3 separate regions of the Pan troglodytes genome follow, and regions 2 and 3 are each linked to region 1. A link is a contact called in public Hi-C and HiChIP or PLAC-seq data. All regions are on one chromosome and are shown on one strand. Each heading gives the region's core, a stretch centred on a gene start, on an enhancer-like site or on the middle of the called end of the contact. The rest is flanking DNA. Distances are from core to core; before and after follow the strand shown. Region 1 holds the start of CHIT1 (chitinase 1). Region 2 holds the start of PPFIA4 (PTPRF interacting protein alpha 4). Region 3 holds the start of OPTC (opticin).

Region 1 (3,148 bases), core at 290-2,789:
CCCGTCTCTACAAAAAATACAAAAATTAGCCAGGAATGATGGTGTGTGCCTATTGTCTCAGGAGGCAGAGGTTGCAGTGAGTCAAGATCATGCCACTGCACTCCAGCCTGGGCAACAGAGCTAGACTCTGTTTCAAAAAAAAAAAAAAGGAAAGAAAAAAGAATGTCACTAAATCAAATTGTAGCCCAATGAATTATTTGACACCTGCCTGACTGGAGAGACACTGTGATAAGAGAAGGGCTCGAGGAATAGCAAGGGCTTGTAAGAGGACCCAGGGCTGACCGGGGTGAAGAAGAACAGCTTGCAGACAGTGGCCATTGTAAATACACCTTCTGTAGACAGGGAAGTCACCCAGCTGTCCAGTAATAGCAAGAGCTACTGTTTATGTTGCATCTGCCTGGACCTAGTCATTGCACAGCACATCATCTGTATGCTCCTCCCAGCAACTCTCTGGGTTGTTCTATGATCATCTCCATGTATCAGATGAACAACAGACCAAGGCTTAAGCAACCTGCCAAGGACATGTTGTTAAGAACTGGTAGAGCTAAGATTACAACCCAGGTCACTCCTGAGCCACACTTTCCCTGACACTTCCCGGCACGTCACACATTTCTGTAGCCCAGTCTGACAGACTGAGAAATCCTTCGAGAAAGGCTGGCTCCATTTGCTCTGGTTCTGCATTTGCCCTGGTTCTGCATTTGCCCGGCATCACCAGGAGGGAATGAATGACTTGAGCCAATTTCTGACACCAGCCTTCTAAACGAACTGGCGCTCATTGTAAGCGGTCACAGTGGCATTGTTTATCCATCCACCCACCTCCTGTATGTTTGGTTGGGTGAGCCAGGCCTGTAGATGTTAACCAGTTCTAGTGTCCTGAAAAATAAAACAAAGACAAGTTCTAGACCTGTCAAAACAAGACGGGCCCTGCCGCTCTAACCAAGGTTCTGCTTCAGGGAGTTGGGGTAGTGGGAGGGGCAGAGGCTACCTAAGGAGCCAGTTCAGGCTAGAGCTTGGGATATACAGGCCCAAGTCCTGACTCTGTGTCCTGGGACAAGTTACCTAACCTCTCTGAGCTTCATTTTTCTACCAACCTCACAGAATAAAGATTTGTAAAATGACTCAGCAAACCGTAAACTGCCTTATGGTCTGCCCAAAGTTATCACAGCTGCTGTGTGTGCCTGCCTAGCCCACTGGCCCCTCCACGGCAGGCATTGCAGTGGGGCCTCACTCCTGTCACCCGATAAGATGATGCCTCTGGCTCCTTAAAACTCAGCGTGCCTTGCCTCCTTCAGGGTCTTGGAAGCTTTTGTTGGCAGCCCTCTACCCCCACCCCACCCCCAGCCACCTACCACCATCAGGAGACTTCCCCAGGGCTCCTGACCCTGTGGTGGTTGCCCAGCACCCTCCCTGCTCTGCCAGCTCCTGTCTGTACCCTCAGCCTGGGAAGGATGATCACATGGTGGCCCTTCGGTAAGTGTCTATGAAAAGGGTGATTCTGGGAAGTGCGGAAGCAAAAAGGGGATGCTGGCGGGGCAGATGGGAGGGGCCTCCGCGAGCCCTGTCTGCTTCACAGTTTGAGTTCGCCTTCTCCACCCTGTGTGGCCACAGGCTGCCTCCCAGACCAGCCTGACTATCCTGGGGAGTATCGTCCTGCAGACAGTGGTCTCTTGGGGTAAGGATGCATTGCCTCCTCAGGCTGGGAGCCCCAGGCAGAGGCCATGCTAACCCCCTTCCCCTGTGCACGGGCTCCACCTGGCCCGGCAGTTATCAGAGCCCAGGCTGGCTGATTTGACCTCAGCAATCACTTGCGTCTGGGTGAGACCGTGATCTCACCAGGCTTTTGGTTTGGTTTGGTTTTGTCTTCTTGTCCAATAACCTAAGGCCTATTTTACAATCCCCTGGCCCCTTTCCTCTGAACAGAGAAGCAAACAGGGCTTCCTCTGTCCGGGCCTCACACTGACTTGGCGAGCAGGAGCACCGGAGAGACGGCTCTGTTGCAGGGGTCACCGGCCAAGGAGGCGGTCTACCCTGTGGGTCCTCCCCGCTGCAGGGCACACAGAGTGGCTCCCGTGGGGCTGAGCACGAGGCAGTGGCTCCTGACCCTCCTACAGCATCAGCACTGCCCCTGCCGGCCGCTGCCGGGAGTCCAGGACCGGGCGGACAGGAGAAGCCCCACCTTTGGCTCAGCACAAAGCCCACAGCACAGCCCCGGTGCACAGACGCGGTCACATGCACGCCCGTCCACACACACCCAGAGTAAGTCAGACGGGTGAGCAATGGTGACTGGCTTTGAATAAACACAATCAGCGATTTCAGACCTCTGGGGACCAGGTTACCTTTTCTGGGCCTCGAGGCTCGAGCACCAAGCGGAGGCCTGGCGCCCTCTGCCGGTGAGCTTGGGCGTGCACACCTGGTCTGTGGTTAATAAGCTGGGGGAGCCGCCTCCTCTGCGCTGAGTCCCGTGGGATGGCAGAAATTCTCCCGCTCCCTCCTTTCCGTCTAGGGATTAAGAGTGATTTACTTCAAGTCATTCTCCCAAAGGCAGGATCGTCTCCCTGTCGTGTGAAAGGAAAGATGAGGCTCAGAGAGTTTAAGCAAATGTCCCAGGATCACACAGCAAGTTGGGGGCAGTCCTGGAATTGGTCTCCTTCACTGGAGAACTAGAACTGACGTCACTGGGCCCACCCAGACCCCCGCAGGAGTCCGCAACTGGGTGTCCCCTTCACCCTGTTCTCCCGGGTCAAAGGCCAACGCTGGACCATTTCTATATCCTGGGCCTGCTCAGGGAGGGCTCTGGGCTAAAGGAATCGCGATGCTGGGCAAATGCTCCCTCAGACACTTAGTGAGGAAGTGTAATTGGGGGACCACTGCAGGAACTGAGGTCCTGAAGGGGCCTGCAACAGCCCTCCCCTCGGGGAGCTCCCACTCCTGGGGGAGACAGACCAGATGAGACTACCAAGAAGTCACACCCCTGCCTTCCTACAGGGAGCAGTGCTGGATTTAGGTGGAGGTCAAGTGGCCTGAGGGTGAAGGTTAGAGGGCTCCTGAAGCCAGGCCAGGCTGGGTTCTCTGGCAGGGAGTGGGCGCCCAACCCCAGGATCACTACCTTCTTGGTGGGAGTCTCCTATGCCATCCTTCCCCTGTGCTC
Region 2 (3,148 bases), core at 345-2,844, 250 kb after region 1:
TCATTATCTCCTTACTTTGAGATACCGTTTACCCCACGAAGCCTCCTCAAGCCTCAGGACAAAATCTGAGAAAATAACCAAGGGAAATCATTCAAGCTGCCCTTTTGCTTAGGCAGCTTCCCTGGGACTACCTGGCCAGTTAATAGTGGTAGGGGGTGTGTAGGTTGGAGTCTAATTCAGACAGCTGTTTGAAAGCACGTGGACACAGTTCTTTCTTTTTCTAATCCAACAGCAATGTAACAGAATGGGGATGGGGGGTGAGAAGGGTGTTAACAGAATACCTGCTATGTGTGCCTCCTATGTGTACCTTTCAGCTACTCCGCAGCTGTAAATTGCCTTCAGAAGACCTAGCACCGAGCATAGTATCTGGCAGATAGTAGGTGTCCAACAAATGTTTGCTGGATGTTGAGCAAAGTACTAGGTACCAGATCCAAGAACTCTGGAAAGGACTATGGGAAATCCCTGAAACCTGGCTCCTGGAGGGGACCCTTAAGCTCACACCAGGAGGGGATCTCCCTGCGAAGCAGCGCCTCCTTAACCACTTGCTCTCCACACAGAACGGCCCCAACTCTCCTGCTCTTCTGATGGAAACTACCAGCACACCTCTCCTCAAAGGTGACATCAGCTCCTAGCGGCACCTTGTCCTGGATCCCTCCTCCTTCTCGAAGAAAACCACCTACACCATGTCTCCAAGTCCTCCAGCCCGACCTCTCTCTTCCCACCTACCATCAAAACCTCAAAATCTGCGCTGGAAAACATCCCTACTGCGTGGACGTGAGTCAGCGCCCCACTCCCACCCTCCCAGTTCAGGCATCTCTATTCCAGCCCTCTTTTCCTGTTGCGCCCACCCCTGTCCCCACCCCCACCAGGCCTCGGGTTGGCCGCTCCTTCCACCCCACCGCCCTGGCACTGCGGAGATGGGGGCATCTCTGGCACAGACTGAGGCTGGCAGTTCGAGGAATGGAGAGCTAGCGACAGGAACAGGGGTGCTATGAGCAACTCGGGAAAGATTAAGACCCCCGCGAAGAGCGAAGACCTCAGCCCATCAGAATCGCGTCCCCAAAGGAGTGGGGTTGGCCCCGGAGCCGAGAGGCGCTTTTTCTGACTCTCCTGGAGGGGAAATGGGGGCGCAGTCTGCTCCGTTCCCACCGGGAGACTCGCCAACTCGGCCCCCTCCCCTGAAGCCGATGGAGCAGAGGGCGCACTCCACGCCCTCCCCGCAGATCGGGCATCGCCCCTATCCTCACCCCCAAGGGCACAGGGCACCGCAAAGGCCGGCGAGGGGCGGCAGGGGAAGCAGTACCGACGCCTGCCGGAGATAGCACATACGGAGTCAAAAAGGGCTGTTTCCCGAGGTGCGATAGACGAGACCCCTCCCCAAACTGTCGAGGGGAGCTGGAGATGGGGAAAAGACGCATCCTACCCCAGTCCAGGCTCTGGGCGCTCACCTGCCTGCAAATGCCGAAGGCCAGGCGGCTAGGCTCGGAAGCAGCAGGGAGCCGCCCCCGACCCGGGCAGCCCGACACGTCCTAGAGCCGAGCCGGCGCCGAGGTAGCTGCAGCCTCCGCCGCCCAAGCGCGCGGCCGCGGGGCCCCGCCCCCTTCCTCCGCGGACAACCTCCCCGGCTCCGCCCCCTAGGCGGGGCTGGGCTGCCGCGACCGAGGCCACGCCTCCCGCCCCCAAGCGCCTCGGGTCCGGGCACGTGACGAGAGCGCCGCTTTGAGGCCGCGCGCCATCTTGGTTCAGCCTAGGAGGTGGCGAAGTGCCAGAGTTTTATTCCGCAGAAGGGTCTCAGGGCCCAGGAGTGCTGCCCACATTCTGCCCCTCCCTCTGAACTCGCCCTTGTTCCTAGTCTAACAGCCCGTTCCCTAAATTGGCCTTAGTCTCGGCCTTGTAATTGTCAAGTTTGTCACCTTTCACGCTTGCTCTCCTGCCCGTTCCTTGCTTTTCCTTTGATCGCACCCATTTTTTAAGTGGGGAAACTTGATATCCGGATACTACATCTGTAGTATGCTCTTCAGTGAATTGTGTCGCTTGCCTTCAGGCACCTGGCTGTTCTAACACTGTTACTACAAAATGAAGGGTTTGTCTATGACATATACATAGTATGAAAACAAGTCTCAAATGCCAAAATTCCTGACTGACAAATTTTAGCTAAGCCTCTCCATTTTCCTGAATTGCTCCCTTACCCTGCCCCCTGTGGCTATTAATGCATCTTTTCCATCTGCTTTGTGAAGTTTCATCACAGTGCCTACTCAATCCTTTACCAATACCCAGTAAGCACCACTAAAAGTGTGAACAATTTTTATATACATGCAATGTGTTCATGTGTGTATTTATAGATATATACACAGCATGTTCTATATCAGCAGCAAATGCTATAGTTGAGATCAGTGACACATACAACCTTCTCTCATTTATCTTCCACCCAATATATTCACCATTTGGCATAATTTCCTTGCATCTCTTTGAAGACAGGGAAATCTGAGTAATTCTGATCTGAGGGGTGGGTAAGTGAAGCTAAATCTGTGACCCTTGAACAACAGGGCCTTCAACTGCACAGGGCCACTTGCATGCAGATTTTCTTCCTTCCCCGCCACCCCTGAGACAGCAAGACTACCCCTCCTCTTCTTACTCGTCAGCCTGCTCAACATGATGACCCACTTAATGAACAGTAAATGTATTTTCTCTTCTTTGATTTTCTTAATAACATTTTCTTTTCTCGAGCTTATTTTATTATAATAAGGTATATACTACATATACAAAATACACATTAATCAACTGTTTATGTTATCAATAAGGCTTCCAGTCAACAGTAGGCTATTAAGTTTTGGGGCAGTCAAAAGTCATAGCAGATTTTCAACTGTGTGAGGGTCTGTGTCCGTAACTCTCACAGCGTTCAAGGATCAATTTATGATGCTTGACAGAGCAAAATCACGGTATATAACCTGTAGTCCAGAAAGTTCTAATTCTTCTTCGGGTGGTCTGGGGTCCTCACCAAAAGGAAATCCCTGAGACACTTCACATCCTGTCACTAATAAAGCATGCATCATGCTAGAAACGGCAACTCAGCCAATGCAGAGGAAGGCTGAAGCCAAGATAACCACTGGTAACACATTTTACCAAATGTTTGTCAATATTATGCTGA
Region 3 (3,148 bases), core at 166-2,665, 220 kb before region 1:
CTCCGCCTTCTGGGTTCAAGCGAATCTCCTGCCTCAGCCTCCTGAGTAGCTGGGATTACAGGCACCCACCATGCCTGGCTAATTTTTGTATTTTTAGTAGAGAAGGGGTTTCACCATATTGGCCAGGCTGGTCTTGAACTCCTGACCTTAGGTGATCCACCCACCCTGGCTTCCCAAAGTGCTGGAATTACAGGTGTGAGCCACCGCGCCCAGTTGACTCTTGTGGTTTTTTATAAAGATCATCCATTCATGCATTTGCTCAACAAACATTTATGGGTGTCTATTGAGTTCCAGGCACAGGACTTGTCTCTGTGGGTACAGAATGAATGAGGCACAGCCCTTCCTAGGAGCACCTAGTCTCTTTAGGAGACATGGACTTACAATGAAACATACAATGTAAAAAAGAATGTTAGTTTATGAAATATACTTCTAAATGCAGCTTTTTAGAAACAGATTATTACAGATACAAGAGTTCTTTGTGTGTGATTGCATGAGTGTGTACGCATCTGGAAATTTCCTTAGATACCTGTGTATATTTGTGTGTGTGTGCACACAGATGCCTGCGTATGTATGTGATATGCATGTGAGTACAAATGTTCATGTAGTTCGTATATGTATAGACGGGTCAGGAAATGCATGTGGTGTGGTGTTGTATCCAGGCATAAGTGTATACAACAGTCATACCCAGTGTAGGCTTAACACAGCCCTCCCCAAAGCTAGCTGCACAAGTTTCTAGTAGACTCTCCCCCTTTCTTTCTTTTAAAATTTTTTTTATCTTTTAATTTTTATTTTATTTTCTATTTTTAAGACGGTGTCACTCTGTTGCCCAGCCTGGAGTGTTATGGCATGATCTCAGCTCACTGAAGCCTTAACCTCCTGGGCTCAGGCAGTCCTCCTGCCTCAGCCTCCCAAGTAGCTGGGACTACAGGCGTGTGTTACCATGCCCAGTTAACCTCCCCACCCTTTCTTAATTTTAGCTGGGCAAGGGGGCAAGCCTCTAGCAGTAGCAAGAGGTGTTTCTTCACCTTACCTCCCATACCTCACCCCAAACGAATTACATAATCTCAAAAAAAAAATTTCTAAGACAGTTTAGTGCCCACCCAAAAGTCTTGTCCAACTTCTTTGGCCAGAGGCCTAAACTCTCTTCATTTTCCCTTCCCAATCCCTGCCCCAGCCAAACACTTTGCCCTCATTTGCACACCGATGGCCAGAGGCCTCAACCTTGAGCCTTACCCCTTCAATGCTTCTGGATCCTGGATGGAGAGCCCTGCAGCTTCCAGAAAGGTGGGGACTCTGGTGGAGGCTGTCTGAACTGGGGCTTGGGTTAGACAGTGGTGCCCGGGGGAGGGCAAGGAGTTGGCCAGGCCTGCGACCAATCAGACTTCTCATTCCTTCTGATGTCCAGCTGTTTCCCCTCCTCTTTCCTCAGGGGGTCCTCTGCCCCATTCCTGTGTTTGACAAAAGAGAATTCTCCCCCCACCTTCCGCTTCACCCCCCCACCTCCAGCTCCTGCTCTCTCTCCTCTTACTCTGTCAGCTCCTTCTTTCTTTTCCTTGTCCACTCTCCTGATAAGGCCACATCTTTGAGGAACAGGCAGTGCCATCGCCTGCAAGGAAGGGGCCCCATCCCTCAGATTCTGAGTCCTCAGAGAAGGCTGGAGTGGGGGGATATGGAGAGATAGAGCTTGTCTTTGCAGCTTCTTTCTCCAGCCAGAGAGTGACAAGGCTTCAGCTTCATAGCCAGAATCCAAAGATAAAAAGAGGTGGAAATGAGGCACTTCACCCTCACCTAGAGCACCAGCACAGAGACCATAATTGAATAAAATCACCAGAGACAGGAGCTGCAGGCCTAGGTAGTTCAAAGAGAAGGTGTATGGGGGATGAGATCGGATTTGAAAGCCAACTTCAAGTTCACAGATGATGATCATGAGGATACGGGAAATTCTCTAAATCTGCTAGGAGGAAACCAAATGGAAATTGGGAGGTGGGCCCTAGAAAGGATCATAAACACCAGTAGACATTGTGTAGGGTCTCGGGGGCCTGGGAAGTATCCTCTCCCGCACCCTCAGAGATGTACAGTCGTCCCTCAGTAACCATGGGGGATTGGTTCTGCACGTCCAGTGGATACCAAATCCACATATGCTGAGGTCTTTTATATAAAATGGTGAGTTTGCATATAACCTACGCACATCCTCCTGTGTACTTCAAATCATCTCTAGATTACCTATAACACCAAACACAATGCTTACACCTCACTCCATTCACATGGATTCCACATAGTACTGGCACACAGCAAATTCAAGTTTTCCTTTTTGGAACGTTGTGAATTTTTTTTTTTTTCTGAATATTTTCAATCTGTGGTTGGTTGAATCCACGGATGTGGAACCCACAGATACAGAGGGCCAACGGCATTCATCTGGAAACACTCCCCTTTCCTTGGTGCCTCGAGCAGGCTGCCGAGCAAGTTCTTGCTGAAGGCAGAGGTGGGGTGGCTAAGGAGTCTTCCCCAGCTTCTGCCAGCCTGTGCCCCGGCGCCCACCCAGGTTTCTCAGTGACTCTCCTTGTTCCCTACTCCTTTCCACCAACCAGATACTGAATTCAAGCTGTGAGACCCCCTAAAGATCTAGTCCAAGTCCTTGTGGTATAGATGAGGAGAGTGAGGCCCAAAGAGGTGACGTGACTTGCCCTAGGTCACACAGAGCCAGGGCCAATGCCTAGATTTTTTGACTCTCGGGTTAGAGAGTTTTCTTTAGTTCATATGACCCTCCCCATTTCCACCTTCTTCCCCAGGAGTCCTGAATCCATGTGTTTCCAGGCCTTCAGAGCAGATGGCTTGGCAGAACTCATCTCTGCCCTGGCACACCAGGTGAAGAGGCAGATCTAATAGCCTGGCCCTCGAGGGCAGCATTTGGCTTGCTGTGTTCCTGGGCACGAGCTGGTGCGAGAGGGGGCGTCCCTCAGCCCAAGAGCCTGGTCACCAGAGAAGAGCATGTTCTTGTACCCCTGGCAGCCCCCCACCTGGGAAAAGACACCATCAGAGGCTCTGCTGGGTGGAGGGAAAGATAGCCCTGGATCCTGGAGGGCATCCAGTAGGCAGATGGCACATTTGGCGGGCTGTATGCCTCCATCTTCTCTCCACAGCCTAGGCT

Evidence for each region. Hi-C and Micro-C count contacts between places; a contact is called where the count stands out from the background. HiChIP or PLAC-seq counts read pairs in DNA pulled down with a chosen protein or histone mark.
Region 2: a contact with region 1 is called in an H3K4me3 HiChIP or PLAC-seq map of stem cell-derived excitatory neurons, with 7 times the contacts expected there. The contact joins the promoter of PPFIA4 here to the promoter of CHIT1 in region 1. A contact is called at or near these places in 3 of 7 Hi-C or Micro-C datasets (induced pluripotent stem cells and stem cell-derived neural progenitor cells), 1 of 1 datasets of contacts at active chromatin or transcription factors (stem cell-derived excitatory neurons) and 1 of 1 other capture datasets (stem cell-derived neural stem cells).
Region 3: a contact with region 1 is called in a Hi-C map of stem cell-derived neural progenitor cells, with 5 times the contacts expected there. The contact joins the promoter of OPTC here to the promoter of CHIT1 in region 1. A contact is called at or near these places in 3 of 7 Hi-C or Micro-C datasets (blood, induced pluripotent stem cells and stem cell-derived neural progenitor cells) and 1 of 1 other capture datasets (stem cell-derived neural stem cells).

Annotation. Positions count from the first base shown.
Region 1 is chr1:45,820,554-45,823,701 of NHGRI_mPanTro3-v2.0_pri, forward strand. It overlaps CHIT1 (chitinase 1), which reads left to right and starts at 1,540. Exons shown (of 14, transcript XM_063793548.1): 1 at 1,540-1,672; 2 at 2,051-2,256.
Region 2 is chr1:46,068,117-46,071,264 of NHGRI_mPanTro3-v2.0_pri, forward strand. It overlaps PPFIA4 (PTPRF interacting protein alpha 4), which reads right to left and starts at 1,595. Exons shown (of 29, transcript XM_016936176.4): 1 at 1,449-1,595.
Region 3 is chr1:45,599,713-45,602,860 of NHGRI_mPanTro3-v2.0_pri, forward strand. It overlaps OPTC (opticin), which reads right to left and starts at 1,416. Exons shown (of 8, transcript XM_016936307.4): 1 at 1,234-1,416.